2 separate regions of the Rattus norvegicus genome follow, and region 2 is linked to region 1. The links are chromatin contacts, called in public Hi-C maps. All regions are on one chromosome and are shown on one strand. The core of a region is the stretch at or near the end of the contact, and the rest is flanking DNA. Distances in the headings are between cores, read along the strand shown. Region 1 has its middle 56 kb from the start of Irx6. Region 2 overlaps Fto (FTO, alpha-ketoglutarate dependent dioxygenase).

The links. Hi-C and Micro-C count contacts between places; a contact is called where the count stands out from the background.
Region 2: a Hi-C map of Schwann cells shows a contact between it and region 1, with 11 times the contacts expected there. The contact joins two enhancer-like sites. A contact is called at or near these places in 2 of 12 Hi-C or Micro-C datasets (Schwann cells and mammary epithelial cells).

Annotation. Positions count from the first base shown.
Region 1 is chr19:30,450,503-30,456,976 of GRCr8, reverse strand. No RefSeq gene overlaps it. Among named protein-coding and RNA genes, the nearest start is that of Irx6, 56 kb to the left of the region's middle. Within about 2 kb of position 1,321, at least 40 of the 93 cell types and tissues checked have an H3K27ac peak or open chromatin away from gene starts, as enhancers often do.
Region 2 is chr19:31,653,797-31,660,167 of GRCr8, reverse strand. All of the region lies in intron 8 of Fto (FTO, alpha-ketoglutarate dependent dioxygenase), which reads left to right. Among named protein-coding and RNA genes, the nearest start is that of Fto, 210 kb to the left of the region's middle. Within about 2 kb of position 3,342, at least 11 of the 93 cell types and tissues checked have an H3K27ac peak or open chromatin away from gene starts, as enhancers often do.

The sequences.
Region 1 (6,474 bases), core at 72-2,571:
GTGCCCCCATTTCAGCAGAAGAATATGCAAACACTATGTGGGCTTTCCAGCTTGGAAAAAAGAGGGGGAGGGGGCAACTGTCTTTCCTTCTCTGCAATTCACCTCACTCCTAAGTGTCCACCTGTGTTCAGGGCACCAAGTCACACTTCCCTGGCGTGCACGAAGGACAAGGTGTCTGCTTCCCCTTCCAATTGCTTGGCCTTCAATCAGCGTCACCATAAATGTGATCTATGAATGTTAAATCCAAATATTTTATTGGTGCAGATAAATATGATTTGTAAAAAGAGTCAAATTAACAATCCATTACATACTAATGGGCTCTAATCAATAAGTTTAATTTGACTAAAAGGAGAGGGGCGGAGGAGAAAAGAGACTCGATTACACCCAAATGGTGCAATTTGAAATTAGAAAGGTGAATGACTTCTATAACTTTTGAGCTGTATTCTGGCTGGGGTTTTAGACCTAAGGTTTGAGCCATATTCAAAGTGGCCTGTATATACATCAGGTTATTTTTTCCTAGAAAACATATTGCTTTAAATATAAAAAGTGTGAAGTCATAAAAATGCAAGTTCCCTAGTCATATTTGCCTTGGCTTATTTTGGTAAGAAATAAAACAATAAAACATAAGAGGAATAAACTTTACATCCAGATTCTTTTTTGTTCAGATTCTTTTTTTTTTTTTTTTCCGGAGCTGGGGACCGAACCCAGGGCCTTGCTAGGAACGCGCTCTACCACTGAGCTAAATCCCCAAACCCCTCTTGTTCAGATTCTTAACCTTCTTCTCTTCCTTCCCCAGCGCCTGGACTGCCTTCTAGCTTCTGATTCTATGTTTTCCTGGTGCACCCAGTCATAGCCAATGCCTAACACCCACATGCGCCTCCATGGTTCTCCAATTTGCCTTTTCTACTTGACAATCTAATTTATTTGTTTCAACTGTGTTCTGATAGTCCATCACAGGACCTGATTCCGAAGTTCTACCCTTTTCTGTCTCCTCCCCTGGTAGAATGAGTCAGTCACGTTATTGTTACTCTTCTGGAACCAATTGGGAAAAAGTGTTCCGGTCTCTGAAGCAAACGGCCACAGCTTCCCCTGTAGGAAAGGTCTGCTCCTCTGCCACAGGGCTCAGCCACAGAAAGTATCCCTCTGTGTGAGCTGCCTTTACATCTCACAGCACAGCATAGCTCGAGCTGGCAAGAGCTGCAGCGCATAGCCCATGGCCTCCTTGGGCTCTCCTTTTCCTTCTCGCAGCCTACAGAAACAGACGGCTTGCTGGGGCTTCTGCCTTTCCAGACACGGTGCCTGCCGTATCCTGGTGTCAGCCTGCTCCCTAGCGTCGTGGACTGGGTCTAGCACTTGACGGAAGCTGCAGCCGCAGCAACACTGACCAACCCAGGCTGTTGCACCTCTTTCTGCGGAGCAGGAAGCAGCTCCCAGCGCGAGCTCCAGCCGGCTCTCAGACATAAGAGGAATAAAGCCCCGGAGGACTATCTCACCCTCTCTGGGTGGCAAGGAAATCTCAATTATACACCCAAGGGATGTGGTTTATGAAAAACTAGAAAGAATGTCTCAATTGTATACGTAAATTGTTTTGTTTTACAAGCTGGGGTAAATCAGCACATTTGCAGTCCTTATTTATCTGATCCACTCCATAAGTCTCCTTTTGAACGGGTGCCATTGATGTGGGGTGGGTGCCTATGCAAAACACAACCGGCGGGGCCTAAATTCAATTAGGGCATTAGGAGGGAAAATGGAAATTTGGCTTTGGGGTTAGGCATGACTGCTGAGAACTTCTCGGAGTTGGAATCGTTCTTCTTCGGCTGTAACTAAAGATTAAAATCGAAGGGTAAAAGTCTCCCGGGGATGCCGTGGAGTAGCCAGAACCCAGATTTGAGTGAGGCCTTTAAAGACGAAGATGGGAAATGAAATGCACTCCTTTGACACGAGATGCTCTCTAACACACACACACACACACACACACACACACACACACACACACTAAAAATAAAAACAAAAACCTCTGTGTAACCCCCAACATACTGAACATTTTACTGAACTGGGATTGTCTATGCTTTCCCTTCCCATGCTCCTGTTAAAAAAAAAAAAGGAAAAAAAAAGATAAAAAGATATGATTCTGTGAACTTAAACTATACATTGGGGGAAAAAAACCACTCCGAAAAAGCAATATTTAAAAACAGAGTGTTTTATCTTTATCCAACTCTTAGCTGAAGAATACAGCCCCAGGGATTTGGGTGATTAAAAAAAAGGGGGGTGTGTTTAAATTGCATATATAAACTCTTTTGTTTTACGAGCTGGAGCAAATCACGGACAGGTTGTGGTGATCAGAAAAGTTTGAGTTGGTGCGGGAGCCCAGGCAGGAGTAATCTCCTGGCTTTGAGGCTTTGAGGGTGGGCTGTTGAACTCTAATCGCTGATAAGAGCCGTCTAGTGGCCGAGCCACTCCACTCGGTATCGATAAGGCATTTACTCTTAGAAAGCCCCTCACTCTTGCCAGCACTTACGGAGAGATAATTAATAGTCCCCTGAGTTATAGATTCCGAGCCAAAGGTAACAGTACATAATGGAAGCCAAGGTCACCCAAATACAGAAGCTTCTGCAACAAAAGGGATTAGTGGTGCAATTACCATCCTGTTGGGAAGATCTTGTAAGTTTTCATCATTTTAATTCTTAAATCTTCCTCTTGCCACTGGAGTTCCAATTCTCTGATTTATGACGGGAAATAAAAGCTCTCCTGAACCATACAAAAGGCTTCTCTTTGGGTCGTTCCAGATGGCTTCTAGGAAGCCAAAAGATAGAGAAAGGAGAAAGACAAACCTGTGGCCAGCAGCCCTTCAAAGCCCCCTCCCCCACTAGCCTGCCAAGCCTTCTCTTGAATGCCCTTGGGCAGTATCATGTATATCAAAATATACTCATGTTCCACACTGCCTATAATTTTTTTGGCTGTTAAAAATACAATATCTCTAGTTTTGTATGTAACAATATTATTTATTTTTAGTTGTTGCTATTCTTTCCTGCCTTTGGGGCTGATGGCTTCCTGCCCTGACTTGGCACCCTAGGTCTTGTGGAATTTGAAGGGCCTTGAAAAGTTTCAGTGTCTTGCGTTTGTGTTGCCAATGGAGACCGGCAAAGTCCGCAGTTTGCTGAGCTGCTGCACCTCCTCCAGCTGAACACAGGAGCATAGTTCCAAGCACAATTGTTGAGGGCCTAAATTTGTTCCTGCTGGGCAAAGCTCTCCTTTCCTGTCATTAAAACACACACGTGCATACACACACACACACACACACACACACACACACACACACACACACACACACGAAATACTCAAGTACATGCTGAAAAGAGTTTTTTGCTTTGTTTTAAGTAAAGCACTCGGGTCTAAAGAGTGTAATAAGTTTAATAGGATATCCTTCGGGGAGCGAGCGAATCGGAAGCCGCACCCGATACTTGGGTGAGCCGTAAGGGCGGTGACAGCCAGCATCATTCAACACCTCCTGAAATGGCTGCCAACTAACAGCCCTCCTTTTGATGATCAGATGGGCTGCCTGTCTCCCCGCTCGGGACAAAAGAGCAAGCAGACACAATCATCTTTTGAGAAGGATGGCATCGCCATTGTCTGCATAGCAGGACTGTAATTAAGCACCAGAAATAGGTCAGCTGAGAAGGGACAAAGAGAAAGGAAGGCCAGGATGGTGAGCGGCAAAGATAGTGACTGACCTGAGTCCCCGCACAAATGAGGTCATCCTGGGAAAGGGTGCAGCTGGACAGAGAACACAGGAAGCAGGCCTTGGCGGCCCAAGTGAGGGATTTAGTGTCCAGACTCCAGATCGTGGCTTCCTCTTCCAGGAAGATCTCAGGGTTGCCTCTGGAGAGAATTAGTCACTCATCAAATAGTTCCTTAGCACTTGTGAGAGGGTTTGAGCATGAAGCTCAAACAGCCACTGGAAGCAGCCGTGTATATATTCTTGAGGGCCTTGCTTTCTTGACCTTTCAATTCCTGCCCCAACTTAAAATACACACCAGTAGTAATAACATGCACTTCATCAGTGTGCGTGGGACTGAGCGACAGGCCAGGTGGGGCAGGGCACACAATCACCTGCTGACCTCAGCGCAGGCCCTTCCACTTCTTGAAAGCTTGCTAGATGAGGGCTATTTCTCACCCTCTCCTCCGGAGTAGTTCAGAAGGAGGGATGCCACTATATTTCACTATATTTTAATCAGGTTTTGATGTTCCTCCTTTTGTGAGCCCCCCATACAATTTTTCTCTCTAGGATTAGAAGAAACCAAAATTCACTTTTCAGCCAGCAGATCCCTTGCCTGAAATTAAGGACACTGATTATTCAAATGACTAAGTGAGTGAATGAAAGTTACTGACACTTGGAAGGGCTCCGTGGGTTGTGAATCTTTTGTTTGTTTGTTTGTTTTTGTGCTAAAGGTGTGTTCACTATTTTTGCTTGTGTGTGTGTGTGTGTGTGTGTGTGTGTGTGTGTGTGTACGAGTTCATGATCACCATGTTCATGCAGGTGATGGAGGAGGTCAGGAGGTATCCTCTAGGATTAGAATTAGGTGTGTTAGCCACCCAGTGTTGACGCTGGGCTCTGAACCTAGGTGCTCTGCCCAGTAGTAGGTGCTCTTAGCTGTTGAGCCATCTCTCCAGCCAGCCATGGGTTTTCAGCAGAGTACGTTTGTCACAGAGTCTTGTTGTGTAGCCCAGGGTAGCCTGAAACTCACATCCAGGGCACATTGTTGTTATTATAGGGTCATAGGCATGTATCCAGCCCCAACATGTCTTGAAGTGCATTCGAGGACTTAATCTGCCATGAGAGTCTTGCTCCACTCTTAGCTGTGTTCCTTGGCTATTTTTAGACCTTTCACGAGCCAAATCATAGAGCCTCAGGGTAGCTGGAAACTGAGGCCCAGAAACAACAAGGGACATGCTTAAGGTTGTACAAGCAAACAGAACAGGAACTAACAGGAACTCCGTACAGTGATCGGCCTCTGCTTTTCAGGGACATCGGCTCAGAACCCACACCCCATTGAGCATGAAATCACAGTGATGGCCTGGCAAACAGAGACCTCCAGTTCTCTTCATAGACCCTGCTCTGCAGCCCACCCATGGCAACCCGTGTTGCAGAAAGCTCTCGCCTCTTGCTGTCAGCCCTGTAGCCAAGAGGAGAGGATTGAGCTGTGAGTGGGCACAGCTTTTTCATTTCGTCTCTCAGGTAGGTACAGTACCATCCATCTATCTACGAGGGAGCTCTGTGATGGAGCAGTCTAAGCAGAGAGCTTATCACAATGCCTGGTATGCAATTGATCCTCAAACAAGTAACAGCCGTGATTGCTATTATAAGCTAGTCTCAAACTTGTATCCTCCTGTCTCAGCTTCCTGAGTACTGGGAATACAGACACACACCGCCAGGCCTGGTTAACACCATGATTGAAAATGCATGTGTGTATATATGTATGTATGTATGTATGTATGTATGTATGTATGTATGTATGTATGTATATATGTGTATACACATATGTGTGTATGTATATATGAAAATTATCTAGTCTCCAAATCCATAAATAGTCATAATTAACAGTCTAGATATTATCTTTTCAATCTTTCTTCCTCTAAGGCTATATATGTCTATATGTATGCATACAAATATAAATTTGTACATATATATATGATATTTTATGTTTTATAACTTGCTTGTTAATTTCAGGTAGATATCTTAATCAGTTCTTTTATCAAATTCTTCCTAAATATGACTTTTTATTGCTTTTTATAATTTTTGGTTCTGACCCTAGCCTTCAACAGTTGAGCCATCTCTCCAGTCCTCTCATAAGTCTTTTTTATTTGTTTCTTTTCTTTTCCTTTCTTTTCTTTTCTTTCCTTTCCTTTTCTTTTGAAAGAGACTGTCCTGGTACTCACAGAGATCTACCTGCCTTCATGGTAAGCACTCAGGCTTTACTGAGTCCAGGGCAGAAATAGTGTCTCTGAGTGAATTAGGGAAGGAAAGAGGGAGGGAAGGAAGGAAGGAAGGAAGGAAAAGGGAAGTAGAGAGGGGAAGGAGGAAGGGAGGGAAGAAGGGACGGAGGGAGGAAAGGAGAGAGGGAGGAAAGGAGGGAAAGGGAGAAGGAATTAGTAGGGTTAGTCTGGAGGTTTCTTTTTGGATTTGATTTGTTTGGTTGTTTATTTAGTTGGTTTGGTTTGGTTTGGTTTTTCTTGATTTTTTGTTTGTTTGCTTCTGTTTTAAGCAACCTAATTTAAGTGTAAAAATCCTACTTCCTCCTGAACAATGTGGCAACAAGCGAGAAACTGTGAATGGCAGTGCTAAAGCAGAGAGGCTGTAAGGAAAAGCTTTTACCAAAGCCCAAGGGGGAAGCTGCCTGCATTCCTGCAGGGCTCTCTTGAGTTGGGTGGAGGCCCAGCAAGCTACCTCTTATCCTCCCATGGAATCTGTTAATT
Region 2 (6,371 bases), core at 2,093-4,592, 1.2 Mb before region 1:
TGTGTGTGTGTGTGTGTGTGTGTAGTATGCTTCACAATGCTGTGTCTGTGAGACCCTGCTCTACAGCCAGTTCCATGGGCATGGGGACATCACAGGTTACTAGAGAGGCAGTGAAAGGCAGTCACGGGTAGTATGGAGCTGCTCTGTGCGACCTGCTCAGCTAGCGTGTGACCATAGCAGTCTTAAAAGACTAGCATGCGGTGGCATTGAAAGCCCTGACTCTGAGCTGTATCGTCTGGATAACAGAAGCCTCCCCTAGACTGTAATTATATTGAAATAGAAACAAAGGCTACTAAATGTCACCCAAACCTGTACGTCTCTGGATTTGACTTGACTGTGTACTGGGGAGGAAGGTATGCAGGGAGGGATGGGAAGGCTCGGGCCGCCCACTGAATGCTTGAGAGTGAACAGCGCTGCCCATTGGCAGGCACTGCCTTAACTTGTTGCTGAATGAGGAGGAAGCACAGCCATGAGAGCAAGGTCATCCATGGGGGGGGGGGGTTAAAGCTGGAGATATAACCCAAAGAGAATAACATGGCATCTGACCCAAAAGCCACTGTTATGAAGCACACGGGGAGTGATGGTTCAAGGCTGCGCAGGCCTCACACTGTCTAGTCACAGCACACCCCCTACCCAAAGCAAAGCCCCGCTGTCTGAACTAACCACTCTCAATTTCCCCTTTCCTTACAGTCATTGGCAAATACTAATTTCTTTCTGTATCTAAAAATTGGCCTGTTATGAACGATTTTATAAATAAACACAATTTTTTTCTGTGTAGCCTAATATCGGGTTATCCATGTCATGACATGTAAGTACTCTATTCTTCCTGGTGTTGAATGATATTTCATCTTATGATTATGCCTTATTTTACTTACTAAGTTATCAGCTGTCGGACATCTGGTTGTTTACTTTGGGACTCTTATGAATAACACACCTCTGAGTATTCATGTGCATATTCTGGCAGGTTATGAAAAGGCATAGCATAGCTCTGGTTCAATAGCAGGCATTCTTAGCATGTGCAAGGTCTGGGATTCAATCTCCCATAACAGACTCATGCACACGTATGTGTATGCACATATGCATGTGTAGGTGTGTACATGTGTGCACACATACTGAGTGATATTTCTTCTCTATTGACTTGACTCAGTGTTCATATTTATTTCTCTATCACAGGATAAGCAAAGTATCTGTCAGCTTGTCTGACACTTAGAACACCTGCAGCCAGAATCGTTGTAGCATTTAATAGTCTCTTCCATTGCAATAATGTCCCATCCCAGCAAGGGGCCTAGACAGTGTTCGTGATGTGTGCCCGGCATCTGCCAAGGCACCTGGCATTCCAACGGACTGCATGAAATCTGTCCCAGTCTATCCCTGTGCTTCTGAGTATTTTGTGTTTTTTTGTTGTGCCTTTATTGCTGTTGCTTGTCATTAACCTTGCTGAGTTGGAACCTTGAACATAGAAGGAGGTCTAATATTGGGGATGAATGGGAGTTATTTCTCTGACCTTGTCAAGGGCAGAACACTTACAGCTGGAAAGATGGTGAGATCTTGAACCCAAAGCTTTGGACATAGGCTAGTTGGGAAAGAAGACACTGAGGACTCTGCCAGGATCAAGACAAAAAAACACAGTCTCATTCTTGAGCCAGTCATTCCTAACTTCCCTGCCTTGAGTGGAAGAGAAGTAGGTCCTGGTGAGAAGATGGCGCGTCAGGGAGGTTGGGTCAGGCTCAAAAGGCCACTCAAAGGCTGTGTCTCTGAATGAGGTTTGAGTTTAGTCCATTGGGGCCACTCCTGTGGCTTCAGGTCTGTCTCGGCTGCTCTGGGCAGCTACCTTGTCCTAGTTTCCTACTGCTATCCTGAGCCTAGGTGACATCCCATTTGGGCCACAACTCACTTCCAGTTGTGCTAGCAGTATGTGTAGTTATTAGCCCTCGGGTACCCTGAGAGGTGGAGACACTCACCTACTGAGATCCACTGTGACCGTGTCATCTGACTACGTCTGATGATGCCCTTCATGCTCCAGAGAGTGGCTGATTCTTTGGACAGCTAGCTAGCTGGGCACTAGGAGTTTTAGCATGAGTTTGTAAGTCACTATACTTTGCCAAAGATGAATCAGGACGGCACTAGGAATACACAAGGGAGGCTTGAGAAGCTGGGAGGCACTGGCCTACCAAGAGCCATTGGTTATGTTGTTGTTGTTGTTGTTGTTGTTAGTTTTTTCTTTAGTGTGTCTGTCCTTCTCCTGTCTCTGGTCTCTCCCACCCTCAGCAAAAGAACATCCTTGGTGTCCTTGAACCGGATTACTCCATAAAACTGATAACGCCATCAAGCCCCTCATAAATGTAGGGATTAGAACATTATATTCAAGGAGAGTAAGGACTGATGTTACCTTCTGTCCAAGAGGCAGCAGCTGACCTTTAGGTGGGCAGTGGTGTTGTTATTACTGCCATTGTTACTATCATTGGAACAGCTTTACGGGGACAGAAGCCAATTGGCTTCTGCATATCTTACTTATAAAATCAACGTGTGGGCCGGCGAGCTGGAGCTCTGCCAGGCTGCTGATTATGATGAGTCGTTGGCTGATCTTCTGGACAGTACTTCTTAACTTGTGTGAGAAAAGAGTTACTCACTCATCGGCTTATTCAGCAGGTATTTCCTGGGGGGCTGCTGTTCTCCAAGCCCTGCTCCAGGCTTTGGAAAGACAGCCGTGGGCATAACTGAAGAGCTGCCTCCTCCTTACGGAGAGCTTCTCCTCTCCTTGGGGGTGGGAGGGTGGTAGGCACTGTTTACCCTGGGCGAGCCTGCATAGTGTGTCTGTAAAATGCACAGAGCTGAGTAAACAGCTCTCAACAGATCTGAACCAAAGCCATCCCGTTCAGTTTAAAGATAGCAAATTGTCCTGTCTGGGCTTCCCCATACGTGGTCACTTGAGATGACTCTTTCCTTTGTAGTTGTAGAGGCCCCCAGAGAACAGCAGTATCCTCAGGAGCACCGGCCCAGGGATTCCACACTAATTGTCACTTACCTGCTCCCTGGCTACAGCTTACTTTCCCAGACATTTGCCACCTTTTAACACCTTCACTCTAAGAAAGGTTTAAGTTGAGTCCAAGTGTTGTATTGGGAAATCCCCCTGAAGAGAGCACTTGTAAAACCACACCTGTGACATAGGTGTTGGGGATTATGGGTGACAATGGGCTGTCCTTTATCAATGGTTGTTATTGTTGCTGTGACTGGTGTGAGTCACTTGTCGGTTCTGTAAATATTTACTGAGTTCCTAGCTGGTACTGTCCTAGACCCTGGGGCAGCAGTGATGAGTAACCCCTGATTAGAAGGGGATTGTGTAACACAGAGCAACAAATACACAGAAAGAGAATGAGTCACAACTTCATGGAAACCCGGGTCCCAGAGAGGAAAGATGGGGATTCTCCTCAGGTGCTCTAGAGTGACTCACAGTAAGCCGGCCTCTGTGAGGATTACCCATCCTCTGCAACACCGTGCTGGCTGCTGGTTGGTAAATAAACTGCCCACCCTTGAGAATAAGCAGGAAGGAAAGAAAACCATGTTTAATATGGTATAGGGCTTTGGATAGAACCTTGCATGAGATTCCTCATTCTCAGTTTTGAATGTAGGACAAAGCAGGTTTTTTTCCTAGAGCAAATTGTGTGACGATGACATAGTGGTTGTCCATGTAGGATCCAAATCATACCGTCGGGGCTTGAACTTGGCTCCACTTCCTAACTCTAGGAAAGGCACAACTGAAGATCGTACTAGACATGTTACTCAGCTTCCTCTGAACCTCACTTCTTCTGTTAGTAATTTACCTGGGGATAATGGTGGGACCTACTGTAAAACACCTAGGACAAAAACCCGACACACATGAGGTACTCCGTAAGGTCATCCTCATCATAGGTCAGGTGGAAGTTTGAATGCGAATGACCCTCGTAGGCTTGTGTGTTTGAATGTCTCATTCCCAGTTGTTCTGGAAGGATTAAGAGGTGAGGCCTTGGAAGAGATGTGGTCTTGGAGGAGGTGTGACCTTGTCAGGGAAGGTAGGGTAGATCTGGAGGTTTCAAAAGACCCTTGCCAGGTTCAGTCTGTATGGCTCCTCCTCAAGGATCAAATGCCCAGCTCTCAGTTACTGCACCAGCACCATGTCTTCCTGCCATGTTGATCCTGGAGTCATGTACCTCCAGTTTAAACGCTCTCTCCTATAAGTTGCCTTGGCCATGATGGTGTCTTCTCACGGCAATAGAATAGGGTCCAGATGGACCAAAAGAACAAAGTGAAGAATGAACGCAGTCCGTCTTTCAAACTGCCCTCTCCTTTGACAAAGTGTCTTGATGCCAAGTCCCACTTGATGCCAGCAAGTACCCAGACCTGGTACTGCTGAATGGGGTTTGGAGAGGAAGCCTAACCTGGGCTAGTTCTTCTCTGGGCTTGGGCTAGGTATTCTTACCTATAATTGACAGATGTACGTATGGCTCCAAGCTTCCTTAGCATCTGGGCGTAAAAATCTAGGCAGTCCACAGGCATTTTGGATCAATTCAACTTCACCTAAAATACAGCGTCTTGATCCACATGACCTCCAGGCAGAGGGCATCCTCCAGCCTGGGTCAAAGATCCTCAAGAGCAGCAATCATGGACATGGCTTTCTCCGTTCTTTCCTTAAAATCTGGGGTGGAGCCACTGTTAGCCCTAGTGACAGCCAGAACTAGCTGAGAACTTCTGAAGCTCCAGGAAATGTTCGGTGTTCTCTGTGACGAGATTGCAGCACAGGACACAGAGCACCTCGCCCAGGGCAGCTGCTGGTCAGTAGTAGAGATGCAACCTAAGCCAGCATGCCAGGCTCCACTGCTGGGAGCACAGCGGCCAAGCCGTCACACACATGTCACCCAGCCACTCGCATGCTTCAGTATGTTGACTTCAGTCTCACGGTACAGGACATCCAGTGCTTTAGGCTCTTCCCTGCTGTGGAGGTAAGCAGGTGTGTGTCCGTAAATCGGTATTTCCTCTGCCAGCTGAACACACCTCCCCCTTCCAGCTCTGAGTGCATCTCTCCGTGAGGCAGTTGTCTGCAGCCCATGCTGTATGAGTCTCGCCGCCATTAGTCTTTTAATGGGAAGTCTCCACCTGTTATAGCTATGTTGTTTCTTTTGTATTGATCGCAATCTTTTCAGAAGAGAGTGGGGAGGAAGATGAGAACATCCAAGTTTAGCCTGCAAGACCCTGTACACCTTCCAGGTCAGGTAATTTCGGGGCTGTGTTAATCAAGGCCGAGTCGAGCAGGTGCCCTGAGGTGGAGGGGAGCGATTTCTCTGCTCCATCAGCTGCACAGTATGTTTATATCTAGGAAACAACTTACTACATGTGAAGAATAGTAATTTTATTCTATCTTAGGGGTGTCCCCAGTGTATTTTACAAATTTACTTTGGAATGAATATTCCAGGTTATAGATAAAAGTTTAACTGGTTTCGGGTTTCGAAAGTGCCAGGGTGGGGGAGAACAGCACTGCCGGCCTGTAGGGGACACTGTTGCATCATTTATCAGAATCCTCCAGTCTCTTGTCCTAGGACAAAAACAAAACAAATCTGAAAATGAAAATAGGCCAGTCACCTGAAAATTGCTCATTAAAACCGTTTGACGGGTCCCAGTTTCAGGCCTGCGTGTGGCTTCTCTGGTGTCGGTTGCTCGGGCAGCTCAGGATTCCAGGCACAGACGGAACCGGCTTGCCGTGTCAGGGAAAACACAGTGATTGGCATGACTTCTGATGAGCCGCCTCTGTTGCCACCCCTGGACTTTGTAATTTAATAAACATCCATGTTTTGTTGATCACCTTCATGGGCTCCTGAGATATGCCCGCACTGTTGAAAAGATTTCCTGGAAGAACCTTTTCAGAAATCTTGATTCTCTACCTTTTGTGCATCCTTCACTGCCAATGGTGTTTGTCTGTTTGTGCCAGTTGTAGTTCCTGGCAGGCTCCCCTGGGGTGGGGGTGAGGGGGCTGAGGTGTCACTATACCACCCAGCTCCCTGATAGCCTCTGGTTTGGTGCCCATCCCCTTCTGCTCTGTGGCTCTACCCACTTGCCCCATGGTTTAGCCACAACCACCCCCCCCCCACCTTCCTGTCCGGCTTGGCTTCTTCTGTCCCTGTACATGAGGCCTGCAAAGTGACTACCATGAAGCCTCAGAAAAGCCCAGTTTGTGCTGAGTGTGTGTGTGTGTGTGTGTGTGTGTGTGTGTGTGTGTGTGTGCGCGCGCACACACACACACACACACACACACACACGGCAATCACACTGCTAGCCTCCTCCGGTCCCTGTTTCACCATCAATTATGCCATGTGTTTCGTCCAGTTGGCGTTACCCTCCCA